Regions from separate parts of the Sus scrofa genome. Here region 1 is linked to region 2. The links are chromatin contacts, called in public Hi-C maps. All regions are on one chromosome and are shown on one strand. The core of a region is the stretch at or near the end of the contact, and the rest is flanking DNA. Distances in the headings are between cores, read along the strand shown. Region 1 overlaps MTUS2 (microtubule-associated tumor suppressor candidate 2). Region 2 overlaps MTUS2 (microtubule-associated tumor suppressor candidate 2).

What was found. Hi-C and Micro-C count contacts between places; a contact is called where the count stands out from the background.
Region 1: a contact with region 2 is called in a Hi-C map of fetal heart ventricle, with 2.7 times the contacts expected there. The contact joins two enhancer-like sites. A contact is called at or near these places in 3 of 47 Hi-C or Micro-C datasets (brain, fetal heart ventricle and heart right ventricle).

Annotation. Positions count from the first base shown.
Region 1 is chr11:6,273,824-6,280,817 of Sscrofa11.1, reverse strand. All of the region lies in intron 4 of MTUS2 (microtubule-associated tumor suppressor candidate 2), which reads right to left. Among named protein-coding and RNA genes, the nearest start is that of MTUS2, 240 kb to the right of the region's middle. Within about 2 kb of position 5,182, at least 7 of the 83 cell types and tissues checked have an H3K27ac peak or open chromatin away from gene starts, as enhancers often do.
Region 2 is chr11:6,161,164-6,167,759 of Sscrofa11.1, reverse strand. The region is part of intron 1 of MTUS2 (microtubule-associated tumor suppressor candidate 2); the gene reads right to left. Among named protein-coding and RNA genes, the nearest start is that of MTUS2, 130 kb to the right of the region's middle. Within about 2 kb of position 4,734, at least 4 of the 83 cell types and tissues checked have an H3K27ac peak or open chromatin away from gene starts, as enhancers often do.

The sequences.
Region 1 (6,994 bases), core at 3,933-6,432, 110 kb before region 2:
TCAAACTGGGGTCATTTTGATTTGGAAAATAAAGGCATCCAAGATAAAGTGTTTCCTCTTTTTCGTATTTCCCATTTTAGCACTGAACATATTCAGTACCTGTTCATATATATATGTGAGCAAAAACGTCGAGGCGCAGAACGATTCAAAGCTGTAAGATGGTCCTTTCTGAGAAAGAGAGATGAAGGCAACCTGGCATCCTTTATTATGTAGTAACTGCACAAGTACTACGCGGCTGTCGTCAAAATCTTAAACAGTGGTTTTAAAAAAAAACAAAAAAACTGCCTTGAATGCCACCATTCAGAGATATTCACTGCTGACTTGGAAGGGACATTTTCTTCATCTTTGCCCTTGCACACATTGACAGTCCCTTTTTTTCATTTTTATTGAGATATCATTCGCATACAATAAGACAGTTCTTTTTTTTAAAGTCAATAATATTGAGATCTCATTCACACGCCTACATTTTACGGCACTCTACACTTCCGAAGGTGAGGTCACCCTGAGCCCTCTGAGACCCAGCCCTTCCTCTCCACCCTGCCTCTGTCCGGGCACGGGCCCCTCTCACCTGTCCCTGGACCACTCCTCGACGGTCTCCTCTCCTCCAGGCCCCCCTCCCCTGGCCACTCTCCACACTGCCCCCCAACACGCTCCCGTTTAAATCACAAATCTGAGCTGCTCTCCTGGTCTCTACTGCCTCCCCACAGCGTCCTGTGTGGCAGTGGTCCCAGGGGACCTAGTCCTGGCTTCCCACGTGTCAGGCCACTGAACTCCCGCTGCTAGCCTCTGTCCCACGGGATAAACTCCGCTGCTCCTTCCGGTCTGTCTCCTCTTCTTCCGCCACCTTTCCGACGTCCCAAGCACAGGACACACACTTTTCCAATAGGCTCACTCCTCCAGCGCAGCATCTTCGCAACGTGGGTGCCCACGGTGATCCCCCCACCTGACTGTAGCCCTTGGAAAGGGGGGATGGAGTCTTTTCAGATTGGTACTTAGAGCACTTGACAAGCTAGGCAGCAGAGCGCCACAGCCAATTAAAGCATGAGTTGAATACAGTAGCTTTTCTCCCCAGCTTGGCTGAGAAATAGCATCATCTGCATTTAAAGTTACGCCGTGACGAGCTGATAAATGATACGCGTGGAACGATTACCAAGATCAAGATCATCTACACACCCATCGTCTCACCTTAACTCCTCTTGTTCTTTTTCCTTCGAGGGGCGAATGCCTAAGAGCTACTTGCAGCCACGCCCAAGCATACGACACCACAGTAATACCCGCGGTCACCACCACATCCTCAGAACTGATTCCAGCAATCGAACGTTTATACCCTTTGACCAGCATCTTCCCTGGCCCTGGGCAACTACCCTCCTGGTCTCTATGAAGTTGGCTTCCCCCTACCCTGCCCTTAGACTCTACGTATAACTGACACCAGGCAGTCTTTGTTTTCCCCTGTCTGGATTATATCCCTTAGCACGATGCCTTCCAGGTGCATCTATGTTGTCCCAAATGGCAGGATTTCCTTCTTTTTTTTATGGGTGGAATTACATAGATGGATAGATCTATCTATTGCTATCTGTATTATATATGTCACATTGTCACTATGCAGTCATCTGTTGGTGGGCATGTAGGTTGTCTCCACGCCTCAGCTACTATAAATAATGCTGCAGCGAACACGGGAATGCAGACGTTTCTTTGCTATTCCGTTTCCATTTTCTTTGGATACATACTCAGAAGCAGGATGGCTGGACCCTATAGTCGTTCTGTTTTTAATTTCGGGTAGCCTCTAGACTTTTCCCTTAGGAGCTGCACTGGTTTACATCCCCAACAACAGGCACAAGGGCTTTTATCTCTTGTCTTTTTGATAGGAGACATCCTAACAGGTGTGAGGTGATATTTCATTGCGATTTGGATTTGCGTTTCCCTGATGAGCGATGTTGGGTACCTTTTCACATACCCGTTGGTCATGTGCAGGTCTTTAGGAAAAACCGTCTATTCAGACCCTTGGCCCGTGCTTTGAATAGATTACTCGGAGTTTTTTTGTTACTGCGTTGTATGAGTTTGTGAGTATTCTGGATATTAGCCTCTCAGTAGACATGCGGTTTGAAAACATTTTCTCCCATTCCATAAGCTGCCTTTTCATTTGTTAATGGTTTCCTTTGCTTTAGTTTGATGTTGTCTCACTTGGTATCTGTTTTTTTTAAGATTTTATTTTTTTATTTATTTTTCATTGTAAACAACTGTTATTTCCCCAATACATTTTCTTCTACTGTACAGCACGGTGACCCAGTTACACATACATGTATACATTCTTTTTTCACACATAATCATGCTCCATCATAAGTGACTAGACAGAGTTCCTAGTGCTACACAGCAGAATCTCACTGCTTATCCATTCCTAAGGCAATAATCTGCATCTGTTACCCCCGAGCACCCCATCCATCCCACTCCCTCCCCCTCCCCCTTGGCAATCACAAGTCTATTCCCCAAGTCCATGATTTTCTTTTCTGTGGAAAGGTTCATTTGTGCCCTATATTAGATTCCAGATGTGTGATATCATATGGTATTTGTCTTTCTCTTTCTGACTTACTTCACTCAGGATGAGAGTCTAGTTCCATCCACATTGCTGCAAATGGCATTATTTTGTTCTTTTTTATGGCTGAGTAGTATTCCATTGTGTGTGTGTGTGTGTGTGTGTGTGTGTGTGTGTACTGCATCTTCCTAATCCAATCATCTGTCGATGGACATTTCACTTGCTTATTTTTGTTGTTGCCTTTGCTTTTGGTGTCAAATCCGAAATATCACTGCTAGGACTGATATCAAGGGGATTACCCCCCATGTTTTCTTCTAAAAGTTTTATGGTTTCAGGTTTTACACTCAAGCCTTTAATCCATTTTGAACCACTGTTTGTGCATGTGGTGTGAGATGGGGCCCAGTTGCATTCTTCCACATGCGGCTGTCTAGTTTCCCAACATCACTTATTGAAGAGGGTGTCCTTTCCCCACTGCCTAGTCTTGGCTCCTCTGTCATAAGTAAATGGTCATGTACACATGGTGTCTGTACATCTGCCAGTATCCTACTGTTTTGATTAATGACATCCTTGTAACATAGCTTGAAATCAAGGAGTGTGAGGCCTCCGGCTTCTTTCTTTAGCAACGTTGCTTTGACAATTTGGGGTCCTTTGTGGTTCCACACAAATGTTAGGATAGTATTTTCTATTCCTGACCAAAATGCCACTGAATTTTGACAGGGACTGCATTGGATCTGCAGGTCACTTCGAGGAGGAAGGACATTTTTACAGTATTAATTCCTCCAACCCATGACCATGGAATATCTTTCCATTTATTCGCGTCTTCTTCAGTTTCTTTCATCAATGTCTTCTAATTCTCAGAGTACGGGTCTTGTGCACTGAATGAACCTCCTTGGTTAAATTTACTGGTTAAATAAGTTGGCTAAATTTAAGAAAAAGCATTTATTTATTTTTGATGGTTTTGAAAATGGGATTGCTTTCTTAGTTTCTCTTTCAGGTAGTTCACTGTTAGTGTATAGAAACACTAATTTTTGTATGTTGATCTTGCATCCTGTAATGTTACTGAATTCATTCACTAGTTCCAATGGTTTTTTATGAAGCCTTTAGGGTTTTCTATATGTAATATCATGTCGTCTGCAAACAGAGATCATTTTACTTCTTCCTTTCTGATTCGAATGTCTTTTCTTTCTTTTTCTTTTACTATGGTTAGTTGGTACTTCCAGTACCATGCTGAATAGAAATGACAAGATTGAGTATTTGTGTCTGGTTGCTGATCTTAGAGAAAAGGCTTTAACGCTTTTATTTTTTCCCCTTAAAAGAGGCCCTTTGAAATTGTTTAATTAAATAATTATCTTTGGCCATGCCCTCAGCATGCGGACGTTCCCAGCCCAGGCACTGAACCTGAGACACAGCAGTGGCAATACCAGATCCTTACCTGCCAGAGCACCAGGGAACTCCGCTTTTACCTTTTCATCACTGAGTACGATGTTAGCTGATGTGAGCTGTGGGCTTTTCATATATGGGCTTTTATTATGGTTACGTGTGTCATTTCCATACCTATGTGTGAGAGCTGATTTTTTTTTTTTTTATCACAAAGGAATGTTGAATTTTGCCAAGTTGTTTTCTGCCATGATGATCTGTTGAAATCCTCATACGGTTTTCATCCTTCATGCAATTAATGCGGTGGATCGCATCGACTGATTTGGGTTTGCTAAACCACCCCTGCATTCCTAGAATGAATCCCTCCTGAGGACAGTGTATCATCACTTTAACGTGCTCCTGAATTCCATTTGCTGCCATGTTGTTGAGGATTTTTGCATCTATGTTCATCAGGAATATGGGCCTGTAATTTTCTTTCCTTGTACCGTCCATCTCTAAAACCACACTGTGTAGCAGGAAGGATGGCATTATTAACCCCGTTTTCTACTTGGGGAACTGAAAGCACAGGTGACGTCACAACTGCCAAGTCACATGGTTGGGATTCACGCCACACTGTCCAGCTCTGCGTTCACATTCTTTCTGTGCAGCTAAAACCGGCCTAAGCTGCTGCCAAGATGAAGAAACTCAATTTAAAATCCGAGCTCTCCCCTTCAGACTTTGTGTGGTGATCACAATAGCTATCCCTTGTCAACTGGCACGGGGAGATGAGCGCACAAAGCTCCTCTCTCAGCGCAGACATTCACTGCTCAGTGTCCCACTCAATGACTCAAGCTCAAAACCACCTTCCCAGCCCGAGCCTCTCTTTGCCCTCGTCCCCGGAGCCACCACCCCACCTCCTGCACGCTCAGTCCTGGATTGAGGGTATTCCTCTAACGCGCCACTAGTCCCCTGGGGCTCAGCTCCCTCCACCCTGCTTTGCTGCTGAGCCCCTCTCCCTTGGGGCTGGGGAAGCACAACGGCCGGGCAGGATCCTTGAAGGACACCGGACACTGACCTCCCCTGTCTGGTCACACAGTGGCTCCCCTGGGACTGGAAGCAGGACAGTTTCCCCAGACTCAGGAGACAGAGGGAGCAGAGCTCCTTCCAAAAGGGAAAGTGCCCACCACACTCCTCTCCCTGCGAAGCTATTTTTAGCTCCCTCAAGTGTCTCTGAATCCAAACAGTCCAGGGAACTGCCTGAGTTCACGGTCTCCGCATGTTCCAACTTTGACCAAATCCATGAGGTCATGTGGGAAGGAAGCCAAGCGGCCCTGACTGTCTCACAGACACCACGCCAGCTCCGAAACCGGATCCTTATCAGCGCTGGCAGGGCGAGAGATGATTTCTGAGGACTGGTGGTCCTCTCAGCAGCATCAGGAAGAAAAGCAGAGATTGGGTTAACGCCAGACCCATCAATCCAATGAAGTAAGAGCAGAAACAAGTCTCAGCGCACTGCAACTTCCAAACTGGACTTTTCAGTGCTGTGCAGCAACACTATGGAGAAATCAGGACTCTAGCGGAGATACGCCTCACAAACCCACACCAGCACCTTCGTCCGGCCTCAGCCGGGGTCTCAGAACAGACCTCTCGCCAGAACGTTCAAAGAATCCAATTCTAGAAAGCAAAGAATACTAATGAAGGATGAAGGAGGCAAAAAAAAGGTCACCCAATGTTCCACTGGTTGTGATCTTCTTCCATCCAAATGCTGCATGTGTAGGGAAATGAAAGAGCTAAACCCGAAGCGGGTCGCAAGGAAGTGAAATAAACAAGCCACGACCTCAAACAAATGACTGACTCTATCTCTGAGGCCGGCGGGTGAAGGAGAAGGTGAGGGCAGAAGCCAGAGCCCATAAGGCTGAGACGGGCCACGGGAGATGCGTTCCATGTAGACTCTGTCTACACGGGCGACGGGAAGTTGCCTGCCTATTGGGAGAGTTATTCCACTTTACATAACCGTTTTCAGTGTACTCAAGGACACAGCCCGTTACACATTCTGAAGGACGTTTCCATTATTCATTCCTTCAAGGTGAATGAGTTCTGGGACCGGCACACGGAGAGACGCAGCTCCTGCCTGCCTGCAGCTGTCAGAGCAGAGGAGACTCAGAAGCAAACAGGGCGCCAGGCGGTGTGTGCGCTGGGTGACTGCGCCAGCAGGACAGGAACACGGATGTGGACATGTGTGGGAGAGTATGAGTTTATATTATTATATATTCTTATTATAATGAATATATAATTTATAAACATTCAGGCACTCATGCACACACACACACAGTTCTTTCGAGAAACTTGGGGAGTTACTGTTGTGGCTCAGCGGATTATGAACCCGACTAGTATCCATGAGGATGAGGGTTTGATCCCTGGTCTTGCTTAGTGGGTTAAGGATCCGGCATTGCTGTGGTGTAGGCTGGCAACCACAGCTCAAATTGGACCCCAAGCCTGGGATCCCTATGCCGCAGGTGCGGCCCTAAAAAGCAAGCAAACAAACAAACAAACAACTGACTTGCACAGCAGTGGGGGGCAGGAGACAAGTCCAAAATCCATTGCGCCCACCGGAGGGAGGGAACGCCCAGGCAGGAATGGACGTCGCAGTCTGGGGGCAGACTTCTTCTTGCCCCTCAGGGAAGCCTCAGTTCTGCACTGAAGGCCTCTGAAATGACGGGATGCGGCCCACAGAGGTGACGGGGGATAATCCGTGCTCTTCCCTCCAAGTCAACTGACTACAGACGTCAACCGCGCCTCCCAAACACTCCCCCTGTGAGGCCCGGATTAGCGTCTGAGGGCACACGGGGTGCTACCACCCAGCCCCGCTGACATGTGAAACTGACCATCATGGAGGGGAGGTCGGGGGGGGGACCCTCACTCGTCTGCTCCAGATACAGTCAGTCAAATACCTCAAGGTTGGGGTCCCAGTAAAACGTGCAGTAAGGTGCTAGTAAGACTGAAAGACTGGAGAACAAGTAAAGAAGCTGGGCCACTGGGTTGGGGCGTGGACAGGAAGCAGGTGGGCACAAGCATGGGGCCCCCGAGGTCCCAGAGCCAGTGTCCTTG
Region 2 (6,596 bases), core at 3,485-5,984:
AGACAACAGACTCCCTCCCAAAGTCCACAACTCCTTATCCACCACCCAGAATACCAAAAAGTCTCAAAACTAAAGGTTGTTTTTAAAATTCGTTTGACAGCAAAACATTACCTCAACTGATAGGAAGCTATATACGGTCTTTTTTCAAATCCCACTTTGTGAGAATGTTCATGTTTTATTTCAGAAACACGAACGGATGGGATCCCACGACGCTACCAAAGACTCTCCTGTTCCATAGGCGCAGCCCGGAAAAGCGAAACGACGCAAATGCCTGCACGCATTTGGCCCCAAGGGTTTTACAGAAAGTACTGCGGATCTGCATGATCCCCGTTTTACAAGTGAGGTCACCAAGGTGCAGAACAGACCCAAACATGGCTTCATGAGGTGCCAAAGCCTGGATGGGATTATTAACCATGTCGGTAACGCATTCCCATCCACCACGATGCCTGAACACGCGCTGCAAGCCTTTAAGTGACATTGGAAAACGTTACATCTGTTTTGGGGACCAGCAGTTAGAGGCACGAAGAAGACAAATGCTTTGCTCAAATGCACATGACCTCGGCAACACCAGATGCAGAACTCTCATCAAGACCCCGTTTGTTCATACGAGAAAGAAACCAAAATCTCCCCCGAAAGGAGTTAAGGGAGGGACATGTTTGGAGTGTGACTTTTTCCCCAAGAGCGTCTCCACTCTAGGAGATTTCAGAAAACCACGGCCGGTTCAGTACGTCCGGGGAAGGGACCGACTTAGTCTTCTGAGCATCTCCCCTCCCTGTGTCTCCGCAGAACGAAGACGCCATTCAGGACCCCGCTAAGCGCACACGAGTCCTGGCATCGTGATCAACTCAAGCGTCCGTGCAGCAGAAACAGCCCCCGGTGAGGGCAAGCTTTGCCCCATGAACAATGAAAGGGACGAGCCAACACTGTCGTCTAGTCCGCTGAGCAACGGCTGGAAATGGGAAAAGAAACAAAGAGTCCGGGGGCAGGCGCACGGAGAGAGACAAAGAGAACTGAGTGCCTGGCTCCAAACCTCAGCCGCCGTGTGCAGGTGCCGTCGGGGGCTCGGCAGCCCGTCCGGCAGGCGCTGTGATTCAGAGACCTCCGTCTCAGCGCCACAGGCAGGGCTGCACAAACGCGCCAGCTTCGCTCACTGACACCAGCTGGCTCTCCCCTTCTTAGCCATCTCCTTTCGCTGTGCATGCTCTCCATAAAGTCACAGTGACCTGGGAACCGAAAGAGTGCCTCAGCGGCCCCGGATCTCAAACTTGCCCATAACCAGAATCACCCAGAGGCTTGTTAAACACAGATGCCGAGCCCGCCCCAGAGGCTTGGCTTCCCTGGGCCAGCCAGCGGTGGAGCCAAGATCCTGCATCTCTACCCAGCTTCCGGGAGGGGCTGCTGCTCTAAAAAGTGCTGCCCAAGAGAGTGACAGGGGAGCTGCACAGGTAGCCTCAGATTTGCAGGTAGCCACGTTTTCAAAGGCAAATCCAACAAGCGAAATGAATGTTCATCATGTATTTTATTTTACCCAAAATAACCTGTTGTTGTTTCAACATACAGATATAAAATAACTGATGGGGTATTTCTACACACCCCTTTTCATAGCAAACCTTCCAAACCTGGCATGCATTTTACACTTTCAGCAAATGACAGGCCACCTTCTCCACAGCACATGAGGCCTTGGGCTGCTGTCTTGGACAGCAGGGCTAAGGATGATGACCCTGTCTGGGAGTAAGGGTGTCGTGGGGGACTGAGCCTGGGGCACAGTCAGGGGATTACGAGAGAAGCTGGGCAGGTGCGGCGGGCTGGAGAGGCGGATCTGCCAGGGGTCTCCGCGGGAGAGATCTCAGGACCTCCTAAGAAAACACATCCCGAAGGACACAGAGGGGGGACCTCCTAAGAAAACACATCCCGAAGGACACAGAGGGGGGGCCTCACCTCCCAGCAGTGAGAAAGGAGGGGGGACCGGGCCTCAGGAAGGCCCCAGCTCAGGATGTCCTCTGGGCAGCCTACGGCCTCTGCCCAAGTTCCAGGTACAGAGATTACTATACGACAGGGTGCGTGAAACCCCGAAAGAGGGCCTTGCTCAACACAGCTGCAGGAGCTCCAGGAAGCCCCACTCGGTAATCCACGCAGCCGAGAGATGCCCAACCCACTGGTGCTGCCCCCTCCCCCAGGTCCCAATGCTGAGAAAGTCAAGGGCAGCGTCTGGGGCCCGACACGGGGCTTCCCAGCTGCTGCTGGAGCCTCAGCACAGACTCAAGGCCCGGGCAGCGGGACCCATGGCTGCAGCTAGTAGGGACCAGGGCCTAAGTGGGAGCAGGAGGGCCCCCAGAACTGCTCGTCATTCATGGAACCCTTCCTGGGAGGATGGGGAGGGTTTGAGGGGGACCAGGTGACAACCAAGGCTCTCTGGGGGAAGGGACAAGGACAGATGTCCCTGGCCTCTGGGTCCCTGCTCAGGCTCAGGTCTCGGCACATGGGCAACACTCTGACTCCTGGGAGGGCACGCAGGAGACCAAGGGGTGATGGCACATCTGCCTGCAATGACAACGACCATGAAGGAGCAGAGCAAGACAATCCACGCCGACGTGGAACCCCCTCTCCCCACCGCACCAGGTCCCCTCTTCACCCACCCGGCTTTGCAGGTGAGCCCACTCGGCTTCAGCTCACGCCTCTCACATTTGGTTTTCTTAAGATGAATTTTCTTATGGTAAAATATATGTAACATAAAACTTCGCATTTCAACCATTTTTCAGGGCACAGGTCTGTGACATTAAGTCCACTTGTGTTGTTCTACAACCAGCACCCGCATCCACCTCCAGGACTTGTCCACCTGCCCAAACGGAAGCTCCGCAGCCAGTAAACACTAACGCTGCTCTTCCCCCACCCCCACCCAGGCCCTGGCGACCAGCTCGCTACTTTCCGTCTCCAAGAGCTCGACTGCTCAGGTACCTCCTATGAGGGGAATCATACAGTCTTTCAGGACGGATTCCACTTAGCAGAAGGTCCTCAAGGTTCATCCACGGTGTTGCCTGTGTCGGGATGTCCTTCCTTTTCAAGGCTGAACAATATTCCACTGCATGGATGGACCGCATTTTGTTTATCCATTCATCCGTCAACAGACACTGGGGTCGCCCCCCTCTTCCAGCTTCTGTGAATAGTGCTGCTAGGAACATGCGTGTGCAAACGTCTGTTGGCGTGCTTGCTTTCGGATCTTTTGGGGGACACGCCCAGAAGAACTGTCAGATCACACAGTAGTGTCTGGTCTAATGTTTTGAGGAACGGCCATCCTGTTTTCCACAGCGGCTCAACCCTTTCACCAACAGCGCACAAGAGTTCCAACTTCTCCACACTCTACTGCCATGTGTATTTTGTGTTTTTTAGAATAACTGCTCTAATGGGTGTGAAGTGCTATCCTGTGATTTGATTTGCATTCCTCTGATGATGAGCGCTGCTGAGTGTTCTGATGCCGACTCCTGACTGCGAGTGGCTGTGGCACCTGCGCCCCTGCCTGGGCCCCAGCATCTGCCTTTTCCAACAGTCTTCACTGCCCTCGTGGCCCCGGACTCTACTTACCTGCAGGACCCTGTGTTCTCATCCATCTAGAGGGTCTAACCTCTTTGTCCAGATGCAGGAGACACTCATCTTGGCCCTCCAAATGGGCTCCCTCTGTCACCGCCAAGACAGATCCCGTGCAGAAGCATGCTTTCCCAGCTCCCAGAAGGGATGGGACAGAATCCTCGGGGCAGGCTGGGATCCAGCTCTCTGCCTGCCTCCCTCCTTCCAGCAGACCCCAGACTGGATCTATGTGCACCCACCTGAGCCTTGCCATGACACACTCGGGGGCCAGGCAAGCCCTGGACCCCACGTTGGCATCTGCAGGATCCCTGAGGCCGGAGCCGGCTTGACAGATCCTCACAGAGCCAGAGAGCTTGAGGCAGCAGGGCCCACAACAACAGCAAGCGACACAAATGGTCACCGGGCAGGAGGCCCACTGGCAAGCGCCCCTCAGGTCCCACTGGACTTGCCCACAAAAGAAATCAGGCAGGGCAACTTTCCCAAAGCTCCAGGGACGGAATCCTGAGTGGCCTTACTTTTTTATTCCATTCCCTTTCCATTTGTTTTATTAAGGGACATCTTGCACAAGTCGCAGGCACCCCTTTGAGTGTGCCGTTCCTTCGGGTCTGCCACTGACAGCGTATATGAAACTGCTGCCCCCATCAATACACAGAACAGGTCCATCACCCCCGAGACTCCCCTGCGGCCTGACACTCCACCCTCCCCACAGCCCAGCTCCTGAAACCACGCATCTCTTTTCCATTTCTAGAGTTTCCCCCTTTCCAGACTATCTTCAGGAAGAGAATCGCACAATATGCAGCCTTTCAAGACATTCACCGGGCATCATCTGAGATTGAGCCATATAGAGTCATGGGTCGGTCTGCTCCTTTTTGTGAGTTTTGGTTTTTAACTGTTGCGAAATACACGTAACATACAATTTACCCCTGGCACCACGTTCAAGTGTAGGGGTCACTGGCATTAAGTACATTCACAGCGTCCTGCCACCGTCACTGTAGCTTTCCTTTTAAAGGTTGCCTTGTTAGGCGATTATTTTTGAACTTGAATTCCACTCGAGGTCCCTTGAGAAAGTTTAACAGCCCGTTCTGCTGGCACGACTACGAGTACGTCAAGATATGTCTGCAGTGCCAGCAAAGCCCTGGCCCCTGCCTGCTGTCCCAGTGTCACTATTAATAGAGCCACTTCCAGACTTAAGAGTGTCCTGGTTTGGGCCATAATCCATGGCCGCATTTGCCAAAGGGAAAGAAAGAGTTTCTCTCTGACATTCCCGGTGAGAAACCAAAATTTTTTAAAACGGTAATAAACACCTGATGGTCTATCAGATTACAGCTGTCAAAATTGCAAATGCATTTATCTCTGACCCAGCAATCACCTTTCTGAGATTGTATCCTACAGACAGACACGCTGCACGTGTGTGTACAATATCCCAGCAGTGCCTGGAAACAAAAAAGCATCAGAAACCATCCGAGGAGCTCCCGTCGTGGCTCAGCAGAAAAAACGAATCTGACTAGCACCCATGAGGATGCAGGTTCCATCCCTGGCCTCACTCAGTGGGTTAAGGATCTGGTGTTGCCGTGAGCTGGGGTGTAGGTCGCAGACGTGGCTCGGATCCCACACTGCTGTGGCTGTGGCTGTGGCGTCGGGAGTCAAATACAGCTGATTCAACCCTTTACCTGGGAACCTCCATATGCCGTAGGTGCGGCCCTAAAAAAAAAAAAAAAAAGAAAGAAAGAAAAAAGAAACCATCCGAACAGCCATCCAGAGAGAGCTGGTCGTCACATAAACTACGTACGATGCAGGCACGGTCCCCTGGAAGATCTGCTGTGTATCCGGAGGGAGGAGCGCCCCGCGTTCTGACAGAGATGGAGCTCTAGGCCACATCCTTCCGCGGGGAACAGGAGGAAGACCAGTGTCACCTTCGCGGAGAGCCGGGCTCGGAGGGCCCAGCAGGTCACGGGGGCCAAGGGGACACAATACGCATTCATTCGTATTTCCATGCCTGTGCAGTAAACAAACCGCCCCAAGACCCTGGGAGGATACACAGCAACTAACCTGTCTCTCTATCGGGGGGGACGGGGGGGCGGTTAGGATGAGAATGGGGGTGCAGTAAAGCTTCTAACGTTGTCTAAAATTTTTTCAACGGTGTGTTTCTGGCGAAAAATAAATAGAAATACAAAAAGGCGGGGGGGAACAGAGTGTAATGTGTTCCCTGGGAAAAGGCCTGCTAACTCTGATGGCTCGGGGCATGGATTACAATCCATGCGCTTCTGGCAGCCACAAGATCCATCAATCGATGTACCTTCCAAACACCGGCTATAGGAGAAGGCCCTCCAATCATCTAGAAAGTGGTTTTCTGTTCAAAAGGCATCGTGTGCTTTGGCTAAGCCTGAGAAAGTTACCTCTGACAACGCACTTTTAAATTCTAACATGTCATCACAACAGGAAGAGCAGGCCTCTCTAATTCTCTTCTGGATGCTGCCTTCAAAGTTTTTAAGGGGAAAACGACTCTTGATAAGTGGAATCATTTTAAAGACAAAAAAAAAAAAAAAAAAGCTGCTAGTGACCTGGGCAGAAGGTGCAGTGTCCACGTGGTCAGCCATGGGGGGAAGGGGACCCGACAGCGGGCACGGAGCAGCCCACCAGGTCATGGGGGCCGAGGATGCACTGCCGTTTTACAGCAAAAGGACATGGTCACGAGTAATGAGGTGACACGGACAGACAGTCCTGTAACTCCTCTGAGCCTCTCTCTGAAAACAGACTAGACTCACAACCTCGGTGTCGCCAGCGCACTCCCCGTCTCACGCGAGTCCCCACAGGAGAACGGAGGGCACGGGCACGCGAGGAGAACTCACATGAGCCCAGGGCACGAGTTCTGCTTTCTAATGAGGACACAAGGCACTTCCCCATTCTTCCTCCTGTCAACGATGGCATTTGAGCTCCTCCGTGTTGCTCCGTCCAGCAGTCCAAATGGGCATTTCTGCGCTGGCTTCCCTGGGTATCTCAGGCTGTTCACTAGT